2 separate regions of the Hordeum vulgare genome follow, and region 1 is linked to region 2. Evidence: chromatin contacts called from public Hi-C data. All regions are on one chromosome and are shown on one strand. The core of a region is the stretch at or near the end of the contact, and the rest is flanking DNA. Distances in the headings are between cores, read along the strand shown.

Region 1 (6,909 bases), core at 781-3,280, 220 kb before region 2:
AAGATATATCTTTATTGATTTTGTGTACATCGTGAAGGATCTTTGTTGTCGGTCTCGGTAGCATAGCCAGTGTGTTGTACACTAGACTGGATAGCTCCACAGCTCTACATTCATTGATGACTTGCATGCAAAGTTTTTCGTTCACAGAAGAGAAGTGTGTCATCGTCTCAGCTAATAAATACTACTCCCTCCGTTTCTAAATACAAGTCTTTTTAAAGATTTCATTTATACTCCCTTCGTTCCTTTATATAAGGTGTATTATTTTCGGTACGGTGACCAATTTACCTAATTATAGACATATTAAGACTAAATTACCCTTGGAAAATTTGTTAGTGGAATGTGAATCAATTAGTCCAAAAAAGTATGAGATAGTTTCCTTCTTTTGGTATAAGGAGAGATACACACAGAAAAGAGATACTTCCCTTTTTTAGGAGGGCGGAAGGAGTAGTTTTATAGTGAATCTATATCAACGCATGGGCCCGCCTGATTCAATTCACATTTGGAACATCAACACGCCCTAATGTCGCCCATGACCAAACACACGTTGGCGTGTTTTGTATAATTTTCTTCCACAGATCATAAAAAAATAATCTATGGTCACGATTTTTTCCCATTAACTCTTGACATACACTCCTTGCTGTCTAAGAACGAAAACATTACTCCCTCCGTTCTTAAATATAAATCTTTTTAGGTATTTTATTAGAGGACTATACTTTAAAATACATCCGTATGTTGTTCTCTATTAAAACCTTTACAAAGACTTATACTCCCTCCGTTTTTAAATATAAGTCTTTGTAGAGGTTCCACTAGCATAGACATATTTTAGAATGTAGATTCATTCATTTTGTTTCGTATGTAGTTTTTTAGTATTTTTTTTTAAAAGACTTATATTTAGAAACGGAGCGAGTATTTTACATTCGGTATATTTTCGGCAGCTGATATACGTCTCATGCTAATCGCTATCAGCAGTCAGTAGCATGAGATTTTCTTCTTGTAGCCCCCGCGCGACGCGAGCACGCCGGCCCAGCCCCGGAGGGCCACGGACGCGCGCACCACGGCGCCGAGCGCGACGCACAAGGCGACCGCGCCAGCCAGCCTCAGCTCCGCCGCGGCCGCGTCGAGGGCGCGCGCGGCGAGGGCCGAGAGCCTGCACGCGTCCGACGCGGCGAGCGCGGCCACCGCGAGCAGCGCACCGGCGAGCAGCAGCAGCAGGGAGAGGGCGGCGGCGGCGAGGAGCGCGCCGGAGAGCAGGCCGCCGCAGAGGATCCCCGCGAGGAGGAGGCCAAGGTGGTGCTCCAGTGCCGTCGCCGCGTGCGTGGACATGTCCATGGCCATGTGCTGGGCTGGCAGGGGAAGATGGCGGCGGGGAGGCAAATGCCGGCCGCGCAGAGGAGACCGACCGGCGAGAGGAGGAAGAAGGGAAGCTTGTCACGCGCGATCAGTTTTCATTATTCCTTTTGCCCTGCTGTGCACGTCTGGTATAAGTATATGGTATGGATGCTTGACGAGCTACGTACGTGCACGTTTCGGCGAGGGGCAAGCCAAGGATCGATCGATAGCGGATGACAAGTGCTCCCAGAATATTTATACATTTTTGGAGTCCCGTGTGTTTTCTTAAACACAATACAGGACGGAGCGCACACCCTATTTTTACGAGCACATGCGAGAAATTAAGTCCGCGTATCATCTTACAATTTATAAATTCCTTTCATAATATGTCGTATCGTTGAAAATTTTAAAATAAATTCAGAAATAAATGCGAGCATCGGGATTTGGTTCCTGATGGATCAGAGATAACCTTAGCCTAAGAAAGTTTAAAATTCCACGTGTGGCAGACGTTCAATTTCAAATTTTTTTTAGAAGAATGTTTTTTTTTTTGAGACGAAAAAGAATGTTCAATTTCGTGAGCCCGTTCCACGGTTGGGCCAGAAACTGTCGCATTCAGCCCATCAAACGCTGGAACGAACCCAGAGCAAAACCCTCGTCGTCGTCAACTACTCACTCCTCCCCCCTCCCCAAAACCCTAGCCCCCACTCCCGCCCACCCCCGCCCCCGCCATGAACTACCGCTTCCAGAACCTTCTAGGCGCGCCGTACCGCGGCGGCGACGCCGTCTTCGCGGGGGACTCCTCCGTGCTCCTCTCGGCGGTGGGGAACCGCGTGGCGACCACCGACCTCGCCGCCTCCTCCTCGCTCACCCTCCCCTTCGAGTCCTCCGCCAACATCGCCCGCCTCGCCACCTCCCCCTCGGGCGACTTCCTCCTCGCCTGCGACGACAAGGGCCGCGCGCTCTACGCCAACCTCCGCCGCCGCGCCGTCCTCCACCGCGTCTCCTTCAAGGCCGCCCCCTCCGCCGTCCGCTTCAGCCCCGACGGCCAGCTCATCGCCGTCGCCGTCGGCAAGCTCGTCCAGATCTGGCGCTCCCCCTCCTTCCGCAGGGAGTTCTTCCCCTTCCACCTCCTCCGCGTCTTCCCCGGCTTCGCCGCCGGGGTCACCTCCTTCGACTGGTCCCCCGACTCCGCCTCCCTCCTCGTCGCCTGCAAGGACCTCACTGCCCGCCTCCTGCCCGTCAAGCGGGGCACCGGTAACAAGCCCTTCCTCTTCCTCGGCCACCGTGCGGCTGTCGTTGGCGCCTTCTTCGCCACCGATAAGAAGTCGGGCAGAGTCCACGGGGTCTACACGGTTTCAAAGGACGGAGCTATCTTTACATGGAATTTGGTGGAGGGCAATGATGCCGCATCTCCTCCACCTTCACCCGGGACACCAGAGCAGGATGGTGAGCCGGAATTGGATGCTGGGAGCAGCAGGAAGAGGAAGAGCTTGGAAGAGCCCAGCACCACTCCGCTTCATTTGGCAAAGTGGGAGCTGCAGAAAAAGAACTTCTTCATGCAGGCGCCTGCTAAGCTAACAGCCTGTGATTACCACCGGGATCTTGACATGGTGGTGGTTGGGTTTTCTAACGGGGTGTTTGGGCTGTACCAGATGCCCGACTTTGTGTGCCACTGCCAGCTCTCAATATCAAGGGAGAAGATCACCACAGCTATTTTCAACAGCTTGGGGAATTGGTTAGTTTTTGGGTGCGCCAAACTTGGCCAACTGCTGGTGTGGGAGTGGCGGTCAGAGAGCTACATTTTGAAGCAGCAGGGTCACTACTTCGATGTCAACTGCATTGCATACTCACCAGATTCTCAGTTAATTGCTACTGGAGCTGATGATAACAAAGTCAAGGTATGTTGGAACTAGTGGTGCCATTTGCAATCTCTGTTATATCCTTTTTCTGCTTGGCCGGCTGTGCTCTTAAAGTAGGCCAAGATACTTGATGAAATGCTATTGAGATGATGAAGTAATTGATATTTTTTCTAGTACCTCTTTGAATTGAAAACCAGAAATTATAACTATCACAACTTTTTCCTATGTCTAAGACCATATTGTTTTAACAGTTAAGTATATCATTATCCTGCATTGAGTTTGATACACGTGACTTGCTTGCTGCAGGTCTGGACGGCTGCCTCTGGGTTCTGTTTCATAACATTTTCCGAGCATACAAATGCTGTTACTGCAGTTCATTTTATGGCCAATAACCATTCTCTTCTCAGTGCCTCCCTTGATGGGACTATTCGAGCATGGGATCTGTTCCGTTATCGTAACTTCAAGACATTTACGACCCCTTCACCTAGACAATTTGTTTCTTTAACGGCAGATCAGAGCGGGGAAGTAATTTGTGCTGGAACACTTGATTCATTTGAGGTGTGTGTATACACTCAACATTTTTCTGGCAGTCCTTTTGCTGCCTATATGCTCTAATTCTAGTTCCTTGATAACCACAATGTTATTCATGCAGATTTATGTTTGGTCAATGAAGACTGGTCGTTTGTTGGATGTGCTCAGTGGCCACCAAGGACCAGTTCATGGTCTAATGTTTTCACCAATCAGTGTAAGTCCATGCTTTGCTGTATTTTGGTTCCTATTCCTGGTAGTTAAAAGTACAATTTTTTTTGAAACAAATTGACTAAGGAAATTGTGCTGAATCTGCTCTATTAGTGGTTCTATGTATTTTGTAAATCCACAGAAAGAGTAACTAGCTTATGTTTTGTAGGCTATTTTGGCTTCATCATCATGGGACAAGACCGTTCGTCTTTGGGATGTATTTGAGAGCAAGGGTGCTGTGGAAACGTTTCAGCACTCACATGATGTTCTTACCTTGGCTTATCGTCCTGACGGAAGGCAGATTGCATGCAGCACACTAGATGGCCTAATCAATTTCTGGGATCCCTTTGATGGCTTGTTGATGTATACAATTGAAGGCCGCAGGGATATTTCTGGCGGGCGGCTCATGACTGATAGAAGATCTGCAGCTAATACGAGTATAGGAAAGTACTTCACGACGCTGTGCTATTCTGCTGATGGAAGCTATATTTTAGCAGGAGGAAACAGCAAATATATATGCATGTATGATATTGGAGAACAGGTCAGGAAATCTCTTGTGATAAAACAATTTTGTAGCATACCCACATTTCTCATCTCTTTTCCTTTTACTATCTTAGAGGCGCCTCCCATCTTATATATGCTCATTCTTTACAATCTATAGTTATCATGCCATACTGTCATGTACTCGTGTCAATTACTGTAGTTTGGTAAAAACTTTGTCTATTATTAGTTTGTACCCAATGTTTGCTTGACTTGGTGACCAGAATTATTTTCCTGGTAGCCTCACGAACCTAAACTAAAAAGATACTATTAATAGCTAACCACATCTGAATGTTGCCCCTCGTGTCGTGATAACAGCTAAGATGCATATGGTTAGGTGGCCTTTGACATTATCTTCAGTGATTGACATAACTGTAACTTCGTAAGAACGCCTTATCTCCACATTAATGATTGAATGTATTTGCCAATGCCATCTATGCAGGTGCTGTTGCGAAGATTCCAGATCACTCGCAATCTTTCATTGGATGGCGTTCTTGATTTCCTGAACTCAAAGAATATGACTGATGCTGGTCCACTGGATCTAATTGATGACGAAGATAGCGATGTTGAGGATGGAATTGATCAACAAACAAGAGGTAGCCTGGGGCATGGTTTACCTGGATCCATGGCAAATCGTGGAAGACCCATAGCTCGGACAAAATGTGTGAAATTTGCTCCAACAGGAAGATCTTTTGCTGCAGCGACCACTGATGGTGTTCTGTTGTACTCAGTTGATGAATCATTTATCTTCGACCCAACAGATCTTGACATTGATGTTACTCCTGAGGTATTTACTTCATGTCCTTTTGAGAACTTTTGTCTCAAAATACTGCTGATCAATCCGTGACAAATTTGTGTGCTTTGTGTTTGTACAGAAAGTGGAGGAAGCTCTTGCAGAAAACCAACAACAGAGAGCCCTTTTACTGAGCCTCCGGTTAAACGAAGACTCCTTGATTAAGCAATGCATCTTTGCTGTGGATCCATCCAATGTACGAGCAATCTGCTCATCAGTACCCTTTAAGTATCTTCAGAGATTGATCGATGCATTCGCTGACCTCCTGGAAAGCTGTCCCCATCTGGAATTCATCCTTCTGTGGTCTCAGGTACCATTCTCCTCTTTCTTTTTTTGGGGGTTGAAGCTAATGATCTTGGTGAAACACTGGATATCTTATTCTGATCTATATATTCCCGTTACAGGAGCTATGCAAGGTTGATGGAAGCTACATCCAGCAAAATTCGAGGACTTTGCTTCCTGCTCTCAAGTCGTTGCAGAAGTCTATAACAAAACTACACCAGGATCTGGCGGACACTTGTTCCTCCAACGAGTACATGCTCAAATATCTGAGCTCTGCTGGGACAAAGAGTTAGGCCATGGTCGGCACTTGTTTCGTGAGTATTTCACTCATCTTTATGTTTGTAATTGCCACAAACATATTTTACGAGTGGGTGGCGAAATCAAAACTGACATAGATCATCCGTGTGTTCCTGCAGTGGTTGTTATAACACCAAGGTGATGACTGAGCACATGAGCAGCTGAGTATCATTTTTTAATGCCAACCAGTGTTTGGCCGGCCGAATGTGCACTCTTGCGATCGTTATCCACATGGGCAGTGGCTGTATGCTGGTTAAGCAGTATGTTTGATGTTGAGGGCTGAAGTTGAGCTGAGGACGGTTGGCATTTTTGTCTGGCGAGGAAGGAAGGATTGCCTCTTGGACCACGAAGTGGGTTATAGCTACTCTCTTGAGGTTGTGTGTTTGTACCCGTCCGTCCGTGTGACCAAATTTTGTTATGAAGAATGCATTCAAACGCTTTTTACAAACGAGCAGAGGTATTATATGATGATAGAAACTCAGTGATGCCTGCCCGTGGTTTAATTCTGAAAATTTATTGGTTCCTTAAATTGATCAGTCGGCACCGAGTCGTGGACCAATCAATTTTCCACCTCGACACCGAGTTGTGGACACACAACCGATGTTTGCTGTTAATTTTGAAGCCTCCGATACTCCCTCAAAAGAAAAAAAAACTGATTGGTCTCCTCGTCCTCCTTCGCCATAAGCCAGCTAGGAGGACCATGACCAATAGACAATGGACTGTATCCTCCACGGTGCGTTTGGCAATAATTGTCTTTTTGGCTTGGCAAATGACAATAATAGGGAAGGGGTATGACAATTCGAGCAACTACTCGTTTTAAGATTAGACATGTGATGTGTCTCTATTCTCGACACTTTGTTTGCTCGATACGAACCATTACCAGGGAGCTGACCAACTCCCTCGCTCCACTGTTGAGGCCGTGGGTTTTCTCACCCTTCGGTCGTAACATGGCCTTGTTTGGTATTAGTGTATTTTATGGAATTGGTTAAATTATTCCGGTCAAACCTCTAAATCCTTACATATTTCAAAACACCATTTGATTCTATTGTATTTGAAATGTTTTATCCCTAC
Region 2 (6,368 bases), core at 2,880-5,379:
GGGCTCCGTCAAATACTTTTTCTCGATACAGGGCATCATAGAAACGTGTGCGAAAACTATGTTTTTGCAAATTGGGAGGAGCTTTTTACCGTGCCCCTAAAAAATACAGGTCAAAGTCGTTTATAGGTTCTATTCGGACCGTTTTTTCCGCCTAAAACTGTAAAACAGTGGTTATCTTATAGTTTCGTGAGTTATACGGGTCTGCTAGAGACGCTCTAAGGTTGGGTATTGTTCTTAAAAAGTGCATTGCTTAGCCATTTGTCTCCTGAGAATTGAATGTCCAACCCATCCTTTATTGCGGAAGACCCAATGCAAAAGATGTATTTCTTTTCCGCCATTAGGCCAGCCCAAAAGTTTGAGTCGCCAGGTTTTTAATAAACCTGAACCACTATCTTTTGGTCTACATACTTGTTGCGTAACATGGTTTGTCAAACAGTAAACACAAGCAGCTCAACACCACACTTAACATCTAGCAGTAGCAATAACATCATCAACACCAGTACAAAAAGAAAATGTAGTGATTATATATTTGTTAAACTAGTAATTTAATGAATTTATTAGTCATTATATGAGTTAGCAAATAATAATAGAATTAAAACTTTATAACCTATCTTTTTAAAATAGTTTTTCGAACTCTTTTACATTATCACTCTTTTATTCAGATTTTTTTAAGTGTATCAGATATAGCACAAACACAAGCTTTTTATCCCAGCCATCACCCCATAAAGTTGTCTATTTAAATCTATTTGTAAGCCGTGAGGTATTTTTTTGTTAAGAGTGGGGTTAAGGTTCTTGGTTCTCGAGTTTTTATTGTAGTTGCATATTCTCTAGCTCACATTTTTTGTTAATCCACCCGTTGATGTCAAATTAATTAAATCCGGAGCGATCACTGTGTCACTCTTTGGTTAATTATATACGATTATTATATATTTTTACTAAATATTTTTATTTGTTTAAAATTATATATAATACATTCTTCCAAAAATTGAATCTACCACTAATCATCGATATTGAAATATATAATTTTATTTTTGAACTTATATATTTTTACATGGCCCATGGATACTACTTGATTGGAGTTTAAATCATAAATTTCAAATGGTGCAACCTAGTTGTTTTAGGTCAAAGACGGAAGACTAGAGGAAAGTAAAAAACAAACAAAATCGCACGTCTTAACAAGTTATTTTGTGACATTTGATGACCTAAAAATATATATACATGTTCGTGTCTTCTTCCAGACACATCGCTGTCTATTTTAAGTGGAAGTAAATAAAATGGATAAATATCATTGTTCAAAATAAAAAGTTCTAGAATATACAGTAATCTATGAGGAATTTGACCCTTTTTTTTGCATTGTTTATTTATAAGTTTTTTAATGGAGACATACAATCAGCTGCTTGTCCCAAATTATATCATTCAATTCAAACTCCATTAAAGCATGTCTAGTCATTTTCTTGGTTTCATGTTTCTTCTTGGTTCAATATCAAATTCGCATAAACATGCACCTCTCCCCTTACTCACTCAAAACATTGGACCATGTATCAGTATATAATCTAATATGGAGTCTGAAATGCCACAAGCCTCTATTTGCTTTAAAATAATAATTATGGCATGCATTACATAACTTGGATATATGCCACAAGCCCTGGTTGATTCAAAAAATAAAACATCCGATATTGGATTATATAACTTTGGCATATGATACTATCTATACTCATGTTGGAACATCGAACTATTTTTTTACGATAGTTAACCACTCATGAGTAGTTTTAGGTTTTATTTTGTTCTTTTGCATATTTTAAGTGACTATTGACAAATAATTGCTTCTGACTCCGTACCACTTAATTTTTGCTTCATATCTATTTCCGACACTATCTACCCAACATATAACTTTCAAGGATCTTTCGGTTTTCCTTTGTCCATGATTCTTAGATCCAGAATTTAAGAGTTTGATTATCAGGAACTTCGCATGAAAAAAAATCATGTTAATTGTATACCCTTCAACTTAGAGCATCTCCAGCCGCCACCCGCAGGCCCCCGCAGGCGTCCTTTTTATTGCTGGCGCAAAACAAATCGACCAGTCGCGCCCCCAGGAGTCCCAATTTCGTCGGTTACGACCGAAATTGATGCCGGCAAACGCAGTCCGAATCCAACGCGCTGGCGATGATTGGATGCGCCGGGGGAAAGGAATTTGGCGCGAAAACAAACAATGCCAGATACCTCCCGTGTGGACCCGTCGAGTCAGCGACTGTACGTCGCCGAGAGCCTGCGGCATCCTCGTCACCTTGGCTCCCGCATCGGCTGGGTTTTCAAGGTCTAGCCCGAGCCGGAGGAGACGCCGCTCTGTCGGCACAACTGTGGCAACAACCTCGTCATAAATGACGGCCACCGCGACCTTTCCCTTCCCACGGCCACCTTCGCATGGTCAAGCCGAAGAAGGAGCCGGCGATGCCCGTGGTGAAGCAGGGGCACATGGAGATGGCCGCCGACCTCGACGCAGGCCTCTCCTGGTCACGCGACGATTATGTCAAGGAGGAGATGGAGCGTCAGCACCGCGCTCTGTAGGAAATCGCCGAGCGGCACTGCGAACACAACGAGGGCGGTGTTAGCGTCCTCTCCGATAGCGACGAGGAGGTGGCTGCGCTGAGCAAGCCCCTCCGCAACGGCGATCCAGGACAACGCTGCAGCAAGGACGGCAGCCTCAAGGACTAGACACCGAGCGACGACTACACCGTCTTGTACAACCTCATCGGCACGAACTACACTCGCGGCGATGACGTAGTTTTTTTAATTTGTATAAATATGAATAAAACCGTTTATATTTCGTCCAAAAGTGAGTATAAATATGAATAAAGCCGCTTATATGCCAAACGGATGGAGGCATCATGAAGACCAAAACTACTTTTGGATTCCATAAAGAAATGCTACGACTTTTGGATAGTCGAATCCATCTTGAGAGACCAAATATTTAAAAATAGAAACAGAAATGCCTTGTCTATAAGTTCAGAGATCTACACCATAATTTAGCTACAAAATAATTGAAAGAGCACTACGTTCTCAAGAATACAGTTGATCTTGTCTCTGTCCCGATATCTTACATGGTTTCCACGATGACGTGCCGTAGCGCGCGGCTCGACGCCTCGACGTCCCGGCGCGCCACGAACGGGTGAGCGAGGAGCTGCGGCACCGTGGCGCGCCTCCGGGGATCCTTCTGCACACACGCGGCCACGAACCCGCGTAGCTCCGCCGACGCCGCCGCGCTCCCCGGCACCGACGGTGGTTCCCCGTAGCAGATGGCCTCCTTGAGCATCTTCCATGACGGCGTCCGTTCGGCGGGCAGGACAGGGCGGTGGCCCAAGAAGAGCTCCAGGACGGTGACGCCGAGGCTCCACACGTCGGCGGCGCACGCCCCGCGCGAGCCGGCCTGGGCGTTGGGCGCGAACCGCTCGGGGCTCATGTACGCGGTGGTGCCGACGGCGATGGAGACCCGGGGAGGGCGCCGCTGGCCGTCGCGGCAGAAGATCCGCGAGACGCCGAAGTCGGCGATCTTGACGTCCCCGCGGGCGCCGGCGAGCAGGTTGTCGGGCTTGAGGTCGAGGTGCGCGACGCCGCGCGCGTGGAGGTGGGCCAGCCCGAGGGCGCACCGCGCGGCCACCTCGGCGACCGCGGGCTCCGGGAGGCCGGCCCGGCGGCGGCGACGGAGGACGTCGTGGAGCGAGCCGGCGTCCATGAGCTCGAGGAGGCACGCGGGCTCGCCGGCGGCGCCCCGGAGGACGGCGTGGCAGCGCACCACGTACGGCGACGGCGGGCCGGCGACGCACGCGCGGCGGAGCACCTCGTCCTGCTCCCTCCCCGCGTCGGTGTCGTCTGGGTAGTGCGCCACCTTGAGCGCGAGCGCGGGGCCGGCGGCGGTGCCGCGGAGGCGCACCTTGGTGACGACGCCGCTCGCGCCCTCCCCGAGGTCGGCCAGCCACTCCAGGTCGGACAGCTTGAGCCGGCGCCCCTGTTCCTCCTCTTTGTCCGTGTCGGCGGCGGCGGGAGGCGGCACGACGGCGTGAGGCGCGGAGGGGTCCGGGCGGCGGAACATGAGGTGGGGCGCGCACGGGGGCATCGTGCCGCCGGGCGCCATGCGGATGCGGAAGCAAGCGGTTGTGGCAGGCGCGCGTGCCGTTCTTGGTCCAGGGGCGGCTGGCTGGCAGGCAAAGACAGCAGTCCACCTGTTAGCGGCTGCCAGCGGTGGATCCGACGTTGGAAACCGACTTGGAGTAGAGACCGCTCGACCAAGGAAGGAAGGAAAGGAAAGGATCAAACCGAAACCGTGGTCGTCACAGCAGTCGCGTTTCTGACGCTACTTTTTCAGTTCCTTCTTTTTACTCGGCTCCGCTGCGCTCCACGGTCGTGCTCTGTAGCGTGCGCTTTTCCCAGGCTGTGCTGCGAGTGAACGCTGCATGCATGACCGACCTGTACACAGCACATGATCCAGCTAGTACCATGTCACGTGGAAAACGCCCCCCCCCCCCCCCCCCTTTTTCTATTTAAGGTACTAGCAGTGGGGATCCTATAACTTGCACACAATGTGATGGTTTGATTCTAAAACTAGCAAAGTGCACCTATTGTGGAGTTTTAGTCCACAGCCAATCACAGCGCGTCAAGTGGACAGAGTGGGACAGGGTCGGTCTTTTGCACACAGCCCCTTGCGTTTGTCACTTATTAATATAGCTGCACACAGTTTCAAAATGCACCTGAATTAATTAAGCTTCAATCTTCTGGCGCATGCATGCATGCATGCACGTATCTCTCATCGATGTCCTTGGCGGCGAGCTCTTCTCGCTCGTCGACTCCGACGGCCGCATGATGGAGGACCTCGCGCGGCATTACTTCTGCCAGCTCGTCTCCGCCGTCCGGTACTGGCACTCCCGCGGCGTCTACCACCGCGACATCAAGCCGGAGAATTTGCTGCTCGACGGCGAGGGCAAGCTTAAGGTCGCCGACTTCGGGCTCGGCGCCGTCGCGGACGGGAGCCTCCACTACACCCTCTGCGGCACCCCTGCCTACGTTGCGCCGGAGATCCTCTCGAAACAGGGGCACCACCCGGCCAAGGTCGACATCTGGTCCTGCGGCGTGGTGCTCTTCGTGCTCGCCGCCGGCTACCTCCCATTCAACGACACCAGCCTCATCAACATGTACCGCAAGATCTACGCCGGCAGGTTCCGGTGCCTGAACTGGTTCTCGCCGGCGCTGCGCCACCTGCTACGCCGCATCCTCGACCCCAACCCGGCCACGCGCATTGACACGGACGGCATCATGGAGCACCCGTGGTTCTGCCATGGCGCGGGCGGCGACGACGAGCTGGAGAAGCTGATGCACGGCCACGAGGAGGAGGCATGGTTCAAGATGGAGTTCAAAACTAATTGGAACTGAAATGAAATTAATCAATAATCTGCTGAATTACGATGGTATCTAAATATGCATAACAAGTCTCTATATACATGGGCTGCTATAATCATTTTACACAAAGAAATGAACACAACATGGAAATAACTTTCTGCTACAAATTTCATAGCCCGAATGACCCAACTTATAATGCAGATAATACAACACCAGTCCAAATTCCAAATGGATAGATATATAGGATATAAAGCATCATCGACTAAGATGTTTTTGCACCACAAATAACTCACTCAACACGAAGTAAGTGAAACAACATTTGTATAGAAGGCAACCCAAAAAGATGTAACTGATGAGTGATGCTACTACCTCATCACCCCACATGGATGCAACATAACTGAATACTTGCCGAACTTAAGATTCAAAAATTTCTTGCTTGATTTGAACATGTAAACTCTTGCATTGTCTTCTCATATCAAAGTTGCGATACTTATTTTGGATCGGAGGGCGTAGTAAAAAGATTAAAAAAAAGGTTTATATGTTTTTTTAATTATTTACTTTAGATTAGCTTGTGCCCGTATACGGATTACCGCTGATACACCAATTACCATGGTTTCTAATATGGATAGCAGGCCTGTATACACACACATGGAATGATATAATGATTTCAGACAAAAATTGAACACAACATTGAAACAAGTTTCGTCTACAAATTTTGCAGCTCAAATGACCCACAGCTTGTAATGCAGGCAATACAACACCAGTCCAAATTCCAAATGCATAGATATATAGGATATAAATCATCATTGACTTTGATGTCTTTGCACCACAGATAACGCACTGAGATGCAACAAGTGAAACAACACTCTGTAGTAGAAGACAGACCAAAAAAGATGTAATTGATGTGTGATGCTACGACTTCACCACTCCACATGAACATGGATGCAACACAATTGACTATTTGTCCTGCTACAGGTTAC

Evidence for each region. A called contact is a pair of places that touch in the nucleus more often than the background predicts.
Region 1: a Hi-C map of seedling shows a contact between it and region 2, with 2.2 times the contacts expected there. The contact joins the promoter of LOC123450046 here to the promoter of LOC123402089 in region 2. A contact is called at or near these places in 2 of 6 Hi-C or Micro-C datasets (leaf and seedling) and 1 of 1 datasets of contacts at active chromatin or transcription factors (embryo).

The regions. Positions count from the first base shown.
Region 1 is chr1H:498,234,232-498,241,140 of MorexV3_pseudomolecules_assembly, reverse strand. It overlaps LOC123450046 (periodic tryptophan protein 2), which reads left to right and starts at 2,030. Exons shown (of 8, transcript XM_045127447.1): 1 at 2,030-3,227; 2 at 3,495-3,746; 3 at 3,841-3,933; 4 at 4,096-4,467; 5 at 4,909-5,253; 6 at 5,342-5,569; 7 at 5,664-5,855; 8 at 5,958-6,323. The coding sequence starts at 2,058. The coding sequence ends at 5,834. LOC123450055 (golgin candidate 5-like) reads left to right here. Exons shown (of 19, transcript XM_045127456.1): 19 at 1-201.
Region 2 is chr1H:498,017,088-498,023,455 of MorexV3_pseudomolecules_assembly, reverse strand. LOC123402089 (mitogen-activated protein kinase kinase 9-like) reads right to left here and starts at 4,129. Exons shown (of 1, transcript XM_045095963.1): 1 at 3,065-4,129. The coding sequence starts at 4,129. The coding sequence ends at 3,095.